2 separate regions of the Danio rerio genome follow, and region 2 is linked to region 1. A link is a contact called in public Hi-C data. All regions are on one chromosome and are shown on one strand. The core of a region is the stretch at or near the end of the contact, and the rest is flanking DNA. Distances in the headings are between cores, read along the strand shown. Region 1 holds the start of si:ch73-233f7.1. Region 2 overlaps fbxw11a (F-box and WD repeat domain containing 11a).

What was found. A called contact is a pair of places that touch in the nucleus more often than the background predicts.
Region 2: a Hi-C map of embryo shows a contact between it and region 1, with 4 times the contacts expected there. The contact joins the enhancer-like site here to the promoter of si:ch73-233f7.1 in region 1. A contact is called at or near these places in 8 of 18 Hi-C or Micro-C datasets (caudal fin, embryo, fibroblasts and 3 more) and 2 of 4 datasets of contacts at active chromatin or transcription factors (caudal fin and embryo).

Annotation. Positions count from the first base shown.
Region 1 is chr14:2,907,717-2,914,184 of GRCz12tu, forward strand. It overlaps si:ch73-233f7.1, which reads right to left and starts at 1,762. Exons shown (of 5, transcript NM_001365181.1): 1 at 1-1,762. The coding sequence starts at 1,444.
Region 2 is chr14:3,057,187-3,063,654 of GRCz12tu, forward strand. fbxw11a (F-box and WD repeat domain containing 11a) reads right to left here. Exons shown (of 13, transcript NM_201310.1): 13 at 4,494-5,379. Among named protein-coding and RNA genes, the nearest start is that of fbxw11a, 38 kb to the right of the region's middle. Within about 2 kb of position 2,320, at least 31 of the 62 cell types and tissues checked have an H3K27ac peak or open chromatin away from gene starts, as enhancers often do.

The DNA.
Region 1 (6,468 bases), core at 512-3,011:
ATGCGGTCACCGAGCAAATTGAAGCGCCCGGGGCGTTATTCTCGGTCACATACACTGTGTACGAGGGCTGAATGAAGCGCGGCGGGTTGTCGTTAATGTCAGACACTTGAACCAGAATGGTCTTCCTGGTGGACAGCGGGGGCGAGCCCAGATCTCGCGCTGTGAGAGTGATGTTGTACTCCGAGACAGATTCTCTGTCGAGAAACTCGCTGGTCACTAGTGTATAATAGTTTTTAAAAGAGGAGTGCAGCTGGAAGGGCACGTTTCCGGGAATCTGACAATCAACAGCCCCGTTCTCTCCCGAGTCGCGGTCCATTACGCTGATCACGGCAATCACCGTGCCCGGGGGCGCGTCCTCCTGAACAGGTGTCGACACGGAGGTTAATATGACCTCGGGCGCATTGTCGTTCACGTCCAGAATATCGACCAGCACTTTACAATGCACGGCCACGGCGGAGGGTCCCTTGTCTTTCGCCTGCACGTAGAGCTCGTAAACGCTGGCCCTTTCGTAGTCCACTATTCCCTTCACCCGTATCTCCCCCGAGTGCGAGTCCACGCTGAACAGCTCCCGCACCTTCAGAGGCGCGTGCCCGCTAAACGAATAAGTGATCTCGCCGTTTGCGCCTTCGTCCAGGTCCGTGGCGTTCAGTTTAAGCACGAGCGTGCCTCTCGGCGCGTTCTCCACCAAACTGACGCGGTAGACAGAGCGATCAAACACAGGGACGTTGTCATTCGCGTCCAATACAGTTACCGTGATCTGAGCCGTGCCCGAGCGCAACGGAGAGCCTCCGTCCACAGCAGTGAGCACCATCTCGTGCATCTTTTGCTGCTCTCGGTCCAGCGGAGACTGGAGAACGAGTTCTGCGAACTTGCTTCCATCGTTCCGCGTCTGAATGTCCAGCACAAAGTGTTGATTCGCGCTCAGCAAGTACGAGCGGAGAGAGTTGGAGCCCACGTCAAGATCCTGTGCGCTCTCGAGCGGGAACCTGGAGCCAGGCGCAGCAGACTCCGTGATCTCCAAATTAAACTCGCTCCACGGGAAACTGGGCGCGTTGTCATTCACATCCAAAATCTCAACTTCTACCCGGTACAGTTCCAGCGGGTTCTCAATGACCACCTGCAAGTGCAGGAAACAAACGGGACTTTGTTCACAGAGCTCCTCACGGTCAATCTTCTCATTCACAAACAAAATCCCGTTCTCCAGATTCACCTCTAAATATTGTTTTCTTGCTCCGGACACAATCCGGAATCTCCGTGAAGACAGTTTAGCCACGTCCAAGCCCAAGTCCTCAGCAATATTCCCCACGAAAGCCCCGTGCTCCAACTCCTCGGGAATTGAATAGCGAATCTGCGCTAAAACCCGGTCCAGCGCGCACGCACACAGAAGCAGACACACAATTTGCCCTGCCAACGTCCATCGCCTCCTCGGAAGCCTCCGGTCCATTTTCCTAAAGTCAGATATTCTCAGCTGTCTTCACGGAGAAAAGTCATGCTGAGAGGTGAAAGATTAAAACAGATCTTAAAAAAAAAACTATTTCTGTACACAACCAGCACCTGCATTATTTTGCAGAATAAAAAATACTATGTTTAAAAAGTGCATGGGTAGATTTTTAAAAGAGAATGGTACTCGCAGCAAACTTGACTCTCTCTTGGGTTGTGCGCTTTGCGCGCAGCGCAGGCGGTGTGTGAGCAGGAGAGGCGAGCGCTTTGATTTTCCAGTGTGTTAGACGCTTTGAGGAGTGTGTGAGACGAGAGAGGGAGGTGGTGTGTGTGCGTGTGTGTGCGTGTGTGTGTGTAGGCGAGGATTCGTATTGGCGGACGGCGACATGAGAGCAAGGAGAATATTCACTGTACCAACTCGCGAGATAACGGGCACACCTAATCGCCCGGGAATATGCAAAAAGGTTAAAACTAATCAATACTCAGTATTTCTTAAATGGCAGTGTAACATTTTCTGTTTCTGAAAAGCGTCAATCCTTAGTAATTCTGTGACCTTCTCCAGTGGGGTCATTTATTCTCGTTTGAGATATACATTGAGTATTCATTCATTTCCAGCCAGCTGGTTTTAGAAAGCAACTTCCAAAATTAATCATTGCCGATTACGAATATATATATATATATATATATATATATATATATATATATATATATATATATATATATATATATATATATATATATATATATATATAAAGAAAAAGAAAAAGAAAAGAAATATATTGGCTTGAGTTCCAGTGGTGGCTCTCCGGCCTTTTTTAAACGAATGATGTAGGTTATGAGATAAGTCCTTGTAAACAGACTACACTACAGGAAAAAACAGACCGGCTGACTTATAAGATTATAGATTGTGGAAGTTATTGTTTTGATGGGACAAATCCGAATCGTGTCTTCTAGAAGAGTGACACATGTTCGCCAAATCTAATCTTTAATTTTCATGGATAATCCTCGTGATCCTAAAACCATTTCATGCACCAGTCGATGATGCGCGCTCCCCACCAGCATCCTCAGAGGAATGTTCTAATTAAGAACGCGCACGACTCTCTCCCTCTCTCTCTTTCAGGCACACAAAGCAAGCACACACACACATTCTTGGAGTTCATTATAGCACATCTTGAGGGATGAGAGAATAACCTTGCTGGGGGACACTATGACCGCCTCAGGTGGTTTGCTCTTTGCTGGCCACCAGGCTGGTTAGTTTGAGACAACTAGCTTTTAGACTAAACCAGGTTAACTCCAGCTTGACTACTGTAAACAAATTCAAACCAGATTTGTTTTCTCCAGCTAAGTTTTCCGATCTTGTCACCACGGGGAGGTGAAATCCTCCACCCAGGTTTAAATATCCCCAGAATAAAATCTCCTGTCAGACTTAACCTCCAGCAGATGGTAAAGCTCCAGCAGAAATGATTGCATTTGAAAAAAAAAAAAAAAACAGGAGTTCCTCCGCTCTCGACTTCTTTTTAATTAACGCAGAGACGGATTAGTGCTCGGCTATCCGGGATCAGCCGTTCTTCAACAGAAGAATACAAATGTTTTTGGATAAATAATCCCCGGCGCATTTCACGGTGCCCGTCACATTAACATGCATTACACGAGGCCTTAAGCCCCGTTTCATCCGCCGGCTTATTGTCCACGGGGCGCGAGAGTGCCATTACTTTCACCACAAGCTCCATTTAAACTCGCTCACGGTAACCTTGCAGAACCCCTGTCTGTCTCTCTTCAATACTTCTGGAAGAAAATAGAGATAGTCACAAAGAAATGACGAGAGAGAGAGAGAGAGAGAGAGAGAGAGTGAGAGAGAGCTTTCAGAATTCAGAGTGACCACATTATCATCATGAATGCACTGGATAATCAAACAGTATAATATAAGGGATCTTGAAATGTCACCCTTATAACACATAAATAAAATAAAACCTACAAAACAGCTTAGAATAAAGTAGTCTTAGAGAAATTAAGACATAAATATGTATAAGATTTCATGAGCCATTCAAATTATTAGTTTCCCCTTTAAAAACATATCTTTGAGCTCCCTCTGCTGTTCATTTCGGCGTGTTGCATCGAGGCTTAAAAATTTGGACATAACCGTCCTGACATACCCATCAGATTATGCTACCCACACTGTATTTGAATGGTTGTAAGATTGGAGTTGGGGGTTATGTAGGTTAGAGCGATATTAAAGCTTCATATCATACACTACTCCACATAAAAATTTACACTGGTAAAAAAATCTGATTCTTTTTGAAGGGGAGGTGTAAGACAATCTAACAAGAAAAGTGGATGTAACCTAAAAGCAAGGTAAAGCCTAAGCGGCGGCTTATAGCCATGGGAAATCTGAGGGCCCCCAAATACATACCTAGAAGCAAAAATAATACCTATAAATTATATATAACATAATCTTCTATCATATTTTGTATGATGATGGTCTAAAAAAATAAGTTTAATGTTTATTACATTGCAAATGCGCAAATTAGGTAAAGATTTAGTTTTAAAAATCTAATAGTTTATATTTTATTTTTAGTTGTGAATCTTTTTTAAGAAAGCAAATCATTTTAAAAGTTTGACAGGATGCTTTACATGTTGTTATCATTATTTTTGCATTGAGACAAAATGTAGAAAAGGAGTGATTTAAGAATAAAAACAGCGAAATAGATCAATTTAAAATAAATTAAAGTACAAAACGTATATTTTAGAGCTTTTGGGCCCCATGGTTGAAACTGCTTAGGGCCCCCAAATCACTAAATCCACCCCTGACTGTATGTACACAAACCTAATACCAACCACAAACCTATATGCGTTTGTATATGCGTGTTTATGGGAACTAAAACAATGCTTAATGTCTTATTGTTTATCCATTATATGAGCTGTTTTAACATATACATGCTTTATTATCACTATAAAGTGCTTTTGAAGCCCCCACAGCATCAAATCAGTGATATATGACAAAAAACATAATGCAAAATAATGAAATTCTGAGAGTTTTAATATAAATTGAAAAAAACCTTTACACACATACAAGCATGATAAGTCTCTTGAAGTTTGTTTCATCATTTTATGCCATTTCCTTTGATTAAATTTAAGTGATTTTGACGTCCCACACACTGCCGAGATAACTTTAAGGAGTGTAAAAAATAAATTACAGCATAAAAAATATACTTCTTTTTAAACATACTATTTTTTTTATTAATAAGTTATTTAATAAGCAATTTTGATAATATTTTGAAAACAAAATATAAGTTCAGCATTTTGCATGATATTGCTGTTTATAATGTGGTAAATGCCCCTTTAAGAAACACCAGTGACATCCCACACCCCCAACCCCATTTTGCCTTTCTTCAGAGAAGATGAACATATCTGCTTTGCACACAGTAAGCATCTACACTTATGTTTCCTAATTTTCCTCACATTTGAAGTTAAATGTTGTCGAGCTTAAAATGTCCACTCAGTCAAATTCAAATATTAATAGAAAAAATACTATAAAATGTAGTAAAATAAACCGTAAAAACATATGTGATCAATTGATCCTGACAGTATGTCGTTTAGGTCATTGTAATAAACTAAGTTAATCAAGTTCTAACTTAATTTTATAATATACACAAGCTGTTTTAAGTCAGCTCAACATAATATAGGTTTAATGGACTCATTAGGTTGATTTGATTCAGCTTAAAATACAAACAGCCAGGTTATTTTACAGTGTATGAATGTGCCATACGAATTATTTCAGTTTTCTCTTTCAAAAATGATCTTTGAGCTCCCTCTGCTGTTCATTTCGGGATGTTACATCGATGCTTTAAACTTTTGACTAAACAAACACCTCAAAATAAGCGTCTGTGTGTTTATGAACACTAATTTTATCCATTATATGACCTTTTTTTTAATATATGAATGCTTTATTATCACTATAAAGTGCTTTTGATGTCCCCACAGCATCAAATCAGTGATATATGACAAAAACATAATGCAAAATAATGAAATTCTGAGGTTTTAATATAAATGGGTAAACCTTTACACACATACAAGTACGATAAGTCTCTTGACGTATGTTTTTAACATTTTATGCCATTTCCTTTGATTAAATGTAAGTGATTTTGACGTCCCACAAACTGCCGAGCTATCTTCAAGGAGTGTAAACAATAAATTACAGCATAAAAATATACTTCTTTTTAATTAAAAACTTATTTAATAAGCAATTTTGATAATATTTTGAAAACAAAATATAAGTTCAGCATTTTGCATGATATTGCTGGTTATGATTTGGTAAATGCCCCTTTAAGAAACACCAGTGACATCCCACACCCCCAACCCCATTTTATAGAGGTAAAGATGGTTTTATATACGCACATTCAGACTTTCTCCTTAATAATATAATTTCATAAAAGTATTATTTGCAAACTCTAAAAAGCGAAATCACATTAGCAGCCAATGACTATCAAAGTACAACATTGTTCACAGTCAAATAAACAGTGGTAATGTTGTTTTCAAGATATACTTGCATGCTAATTTCGAGCGAATATTCAAAGTAACATGGTAAACAATATAGAGACTTCTAAATGAACGAATGTGCGAATATAAAACCAACTTTACCTCTGTCCCCATATTGCCTTTCTTCAGAGAAGATTAACACATCTGCTTTGCTCATAGTAAGTATCTACACATATGTTTCCTAATTTTCCTCATACTGTGTTCGAAGCTAAGTATTGTCAAGCTTAGCATGTCCACCCTGTCATTAAAATATTATTAATAGAAAAACTGTTATAAAAGTTAATAGAATAGTTTTTAAACTACTGTCAACCTAAACAGTAAGACACTTTGCAGGTACAACATGTGTTGAACAAATTAGACATGTCTTAGACATGTTACTGTTATTGACACATTTAAATATATATATATATATATATATATATATATATATATATATATATATATATATATATATATATATATATATATATATAACGTATTACAACACTTATA
Region 2 (6,468 bases), core at 1,070-3,569, 150 kb after region 1:
CAAATACTAATAATATAAATGAATACTAATAATAAGAATACTACTAATACTAAAATACCAATAATAAAAATATTAATACTAATCGAATACTACTAAGAATACTAATACTTAATTAATACTACTAACAAGAATACCAATAATACTAATAGAATACTAATAACAAGAATACTACGAATACTAAAAAACTATTAATTCTAATAATAAGAATTCTAATACTTAAATAATACTACTAATAAGAATACTAATAATACTAATACTAAACGAATACTAATAATAAGAATACTACTAATACTAAACGAATACTAATAATAAGAATACTACTAATACTAAACGAATATTAATACCAATAAGATTACTAATACTAAATGAATACTAATACTAATAATAAACAAATACTACTACTAATACTACTACTAATACTACTAATAAAAGTACTAATTATACTGATACAAAACAAATACTAATAAAAGGAATACTACTAATACTAATACTAATACTTAACAAATACTAATAATAAAAATACTACTTATACTAATACTAAATTAATACTAATACTAATAATAAACAAATATTACTAATAAAAGTACTAATTATACTGATACTAAACAAATACTAATAAGAATACTACTAATACTAATAATTAAGAAATACTAATAATAAAAATACTACTTATACTAATACTAAATTAATACTAATACTAATAATAAACAAATATTACTAATAAAAGTACTAATTATACTTATACTAAACAAATACTAATAAGAATACTACTAATACTAATAATTAAGAAATACTAATAATAAAAATACTAATTATGCTAATACTAAATGAATACTAATAATAAGAATACTGATACTAAATTAATACTAATAAGAATACTACTAATACTAATACTAAACAAATACTAATAATTATTACTACTACTAGTTCATTGTTGCTCTTATAGTTGTGTAAATTGCTTTCTTGTCCTCATTTGTAAGTCGCTTTGAATAAAAGCGTCTGCTTAATGACTAAATCTAAATGTAATAAGTAAATTCTCTCGAACTGCAGACTAGTTTGCATAAATCTGCATTTGCAACCCAATCTTCTTCAATGATATGATGTAATGGAAAGTCTGTGTACATAAATGACTGAATTTAATTAATTAATTAATTAATTAATTATTGACTTACCCTAACATCATGCAAATCCGTAAGTATTAGGTCTTCTATGAATCATAAAAGAAGAAATTTTGAAGAATGTTGTTGATTGCTACTTTATTGTTGCTATATTTCCCAGATGATGTTTAAGAGAGCAAGGAAATTTTCACAGTATGTCTGATAATATTTTTTCTTCTGGAGAAAGTTTTATTTGTTTTATTTCGGCTAGAATAAAATAAGTTTTGATTTTTTTAAACACCATTTTAAGGACAAAATTATTAGCCACTTTAAGCTATATTTTTTTCGATTGTCTATGGAACTAACCATCGTTATACAATAACTTACCTAATTACCCTAACCAGTCTAATTAACCTAGTTTAGCCTTTAAATGTCACTTTAAGCTGTATAGAAGTGTCTTGAAAAATATCTAGTCAAATATTATATATATATATATATATATATATATATATATATATATATATATATATATATATATATATATGAATCCAAAAAGAACCAAAACATATCTATTATTTACTTTCTATTATTGATGGATTTTTTAAATGGTGTCTGTGGGGAGGAAAAAACTATTTAAAATGTACAAACAAATTCAGAAAAAAACACATAAAACAAATAATAAAAGAGGAAAGCCATCAAATAAATAAATAAATAAATCATCCATAAATGTACAAAAGACAATAAAAATAAATAAAGTCAAATAACTTGATAAAACCCCAAATATCCAGCATAATATTTTAGACATTAGGAATGATAATTTTCAATTAATTCTAGCTTCCTGCAATAAATGCTTTTGCAAAAAGAAAAGCTTTATTTTGTTTCAGGGAAATAAAATGCTGTGCAGAATCCTGGCCAACAGAGACTTTATTAAATATGTAAACATGGGGCTTTTCAGCATGTTTTTGACCATAAATTGATCTAAGCAGAAGCAAAACAAACTAAACCTCTTCAAACTTTGCAAAACAGAACAAAAAGACACTTAAACAACACCGCACTTGAATTGAGAGTGTTTAACGTACAAACCAAGACAAGACAAGATTTCTGGCAGGATCTTCTGTATTGGCTCGAGTCTGGATGAATCCACAGCCTCTGGCGGTCTGTCATCCGATTATTACCGACTCAATCGCGCTCTGAGCGGCGGCGGATTCGGGAGCGTCCGGGCTTGTTCAAGCTGGAGACTCTCCGTGGATCTACACTGACACCTAGCGCTCAGTCTGAACACTGCAATGACACCTAGAGGTTTTGTCAAGCAAAAGTACTTTTGAGAGGGTCACAGAGGAGTATACAAGCTCTGGGACAAACTGTTTCCTCATTAACAGACCGCTATGCTGCTTATTTGCGTCTCCTGTGAATCATCTCGACACCATCCAAGTGTCGTTAATTTCATTGGGGGTGAAGTTGTTTTATATTCGCACATCATCCTTAATAGCTATAATATCAGAAAAGTATTCATTGCAAATTCTAAATAGGGAAATCATATTTGCAGCCAAAGACTATCTAAATACAACATTGTTCACAGTCAATCAAACAGTGCTAATGTTGTTTTGAAGTCATACTTACAGGCGATTTTAGACCGAATTCTCAACGTAGCGTAATAAACAATATAAGGACCGCTAAAATTAACTAATGTCCAAATATAAAACCAACATTACCCTAATTTAAATAATATAGATTAACTTGTCCTACCTTATTGGAGAAGCAACAGCAGGTTAATCTGTTATTCGCGAATCTTTCTGCAGAGTAATCTCCTCAGGTGTTTGGATAACTACGCATTCAGAAGGGAATGTCCAAACAGGTCTTTAAATTCAAATTGTTGCTGCAGATGAAATATTACACAGAAAGCGTGATTTAAATATTTCCCAGTTGGCTAGATAATAGTCATTCAAACAAGTCGAAGTATCTCTACTTGACGGTTGGTCTCGCGCGTCCGCCATGTTTGTTGTTTGTTTACACTTTTTCGAGAGTTTGTAGCTCCAGACAGATCTACATTTCGAGTTTCTACTGGAAATAGTAGATCATCCGGAAAACCTTTTGTCATACTCTTTTCACCATACTATGATTTGGGACATTTTATGTACACTATTTTAGATTGAGAGTATGCGAATTGAGACAGCTTCAGTTTCATTTGGAAGGCAGGTGTCATCCCTATTTTTGTTCAGATGGTACCATTACTTTTGAGACACAAATTTCTGTCACAAAACTTCTCTCAGGATGACAGCCAGAAGTGTCCATCAGTTGTATTTTTCAACATTTTTCATTCCAAAAGGCCATTCGAAGAGACCACCCAGATAGGAAGCCGACGTTGAATCAACGTCGATTATTGGTTATAAGCGTCAGTATCAGTGGTCGATTACTCAACTATTTAGTCTCCACTTTCAGTCCTAATCTGCAATTTCCTCCCTGGCTCCTTCGCTAACTGTACTACAAAAAATAAAAGATAAAAAAAAATTACTAATGTTTCCCTGCTAAAAAATCCAGCTTAAACCAGCCTAGGCTGGATGGCTGGTTTTAGCTGGTCGACCAGGCTGGTTTTAGAGGGGTTTTGGCCACTTCCAGGCTGGTTTCCAGCCATTTCCAGCCTGGTCTTAGCTGGTCAGGCTGGAAAATGACCAGCTAAATCCAGCTAAAACCAGCTTGACCAGCCTGGTTTAAGCTGAATATAGCTGGTTTTGGCTGGGCTCCCAGCCTGCTAGGCTGGTCAAGCTGGTTTTAGCTGGTCATCTCCCAGCCTAATCAGTTAGGACCAGGCTGGAAATGGCTGGAAACCAGCCTGGAAGTGGCCAAAACCCCTCTAAAACCAGCCTGGTCGACCAGCTAAAACCAGCCAACCAGAGTAGGCTGGTTTAAGCTGGATTTTTCAGCAGGGTTTGCTTCTTACACTTTACATACCTGAAACTTGCCGCACGTCCTTGCCTTCCTTGTCCTCATTTATAAGTTGCTTTGGATAAAAGCGTCTGCTAAATGACTAAATGTAAATGTCAAAATTAATGTTATAATAATCAATGTTCTTTAGTTCGTTGGTACGTTGGAAGGTTATTACATCGAGAATACAACATTGATTCAATGTCGAACATGTGAGAACAGGTAAACTCCGCAAAGAAACGCCAACTTACCCAGCCAAGGATTAAACCAGTGACCTTCTTGCTATGAGGCGATTGTGCCACTATGATGCCCACTTGGAAAATATATATTTTTAAATTATTAAAATCTCACAACATGACTAATAATGTTACCTTCAACTGAATCAAAATACCATGCAATAATACAGCGAATTCAAGCTCATACTTGATAATGATATGAAAACATGTCCGGCTTCCTCGAGACCAATAAACCAACCATGATCAAGTACTTTATTCACAATATCTTTTCTTAAAAAACTCTTTAATATACAACACAATCTGACAAGACAATTCTGTTTACAGCTATAGATTCAGCCCTCGATGAGCAAGCAGGCAAGAAGAGGAAGAATAAAATAAAAAAAACCCAGACATCGAGTGCCGGAGACGCACACAATGCCCAGCAGAACTGTTCGGAAAAGATGGAAAGACAAATTAAATAGAAAAAACAAACAAACAAACAAACTCATAAAAACTAAAGAGGCATCAGAGCAGCTGAACCTCATGCATGCGGACAGGACGAACACGCGCTCCTGAACGACAAAAAGTGTGTCTCTGGTCCTGAAGAGCCTGAAAAAAACGGCAAGCGGAGGGAAAAGGACGAGCTTAACCCTCTCGTCTTTCATTTCTGTGAGTGTTTGCTATTGTCCCAGTCTTTTATCCCTCACAGAAATACTTTTCCGGTTCATTCATCGATCCGTCATCTGTACGGCACTCCCAGAATCCCATCAACTTCTCCATAACAGTGTGATCCTCGTGTCAAATATTAGTAGTGCAGAGCGACAGTGATTTTGGGTTGTTTTAGCAGCAGTGAGAGTACAGATACTGTAGATAAGTGAGTGTGTGTGAGTGTGTTTTTCTCTAGATAAAGCAGAACAGTGCTGAAACCCATTGGTGAGAGTGTTTGAACGTACAAACGTTAGTGTGTGTTTCTCTGTGTTTGGCAAAGCATGAATCAGTGTAGGTTTGTGTTGGTGTGTGTTGAATTTTACAGCCAGGCGGAGAAGGAGGCGGATCCATATTAGGCACCAATTCTGTGACAGACGTGGCCAACAGCCAATCAGCTCTCAGCTCTCCAAGGACACACTGGCACATTGAAAAGGCACCTGAAAAGGGAAATAGTGTGAGACACTCCTTTATTCTAGAATAACTATTAAAAAATGAAGAACTTAAAATATTTGTAGATTTATTATTTTAATTGTTTGATCAGAATAATGATTATTACATACTAAGCTGAATTTAAGATACAAAAATAATATTAATTTAATCTAAAGAATGAAATTGATGTCATCTACAATAACCTCTACAATAAAAACAAAAAAGTGTTTTTATATTTGCAAATATTAATATTATATTATTATTATTATTATTATTATTATTAATAATCTTATTATTATAAACATAATAAAGAACCTGTAAACATTTTAAACTAAATAACCTATTTTCATAGAATTTACAAAATAAAACGACTATTATTACTGCTACAATATGTTCACAAATAAAAAAATAATAAATATCATATCACAAATATTTATCTATAATAAAATATTTTATACTATTTTTATATACAAACTAAATTACATATATTTAGTTCTGTTTGATTCTTGAATCTGATTGGCTAATAGCCGTGTGATATTCTGCAATAACAGCACTGGTACAGCCTCTTCACTCTTCTGTATTACTCCGCCCACATAGAGTGACAGCAGATCAATAAAATCCCTACAGATTGACAAAAATTGCAGCTGTTGGACAACCTAATGTACGTTTGAGTCTTTTTAGGAGAGAACGTAGTTGTTTACATTGCAACTATGCAGTTTGTTTAATATCAGTGTTTGGACTCTCAGTAGTGATCATTAAACCACACTGAACTGAGCTAAACTGAATTGAACGTTAACTCTGAAAACTGAACTACACGGTTTCAATTTACTATGATCTTTAATGTGAAGCTGCTTTGACACAATCTACATTGTAATAGTGCTATACACATAAAGGTGAATTGAATTTGTTTATAAAGGATAGTGCCTGTTTTAAATATTTATTATTTCAGAGATTCAGCGAGTTGGCGGCCATCAGCCTGTCATTGAGTAGTGCAAAGACGGTTGTGGTTCGGCCACAAGATGGCGACAGACTGCTAAGTTTTTAGAGGAAAAAAAAAGAAAAAAAAAATCTGTGAAAATTGTTAATTTACAGATGAT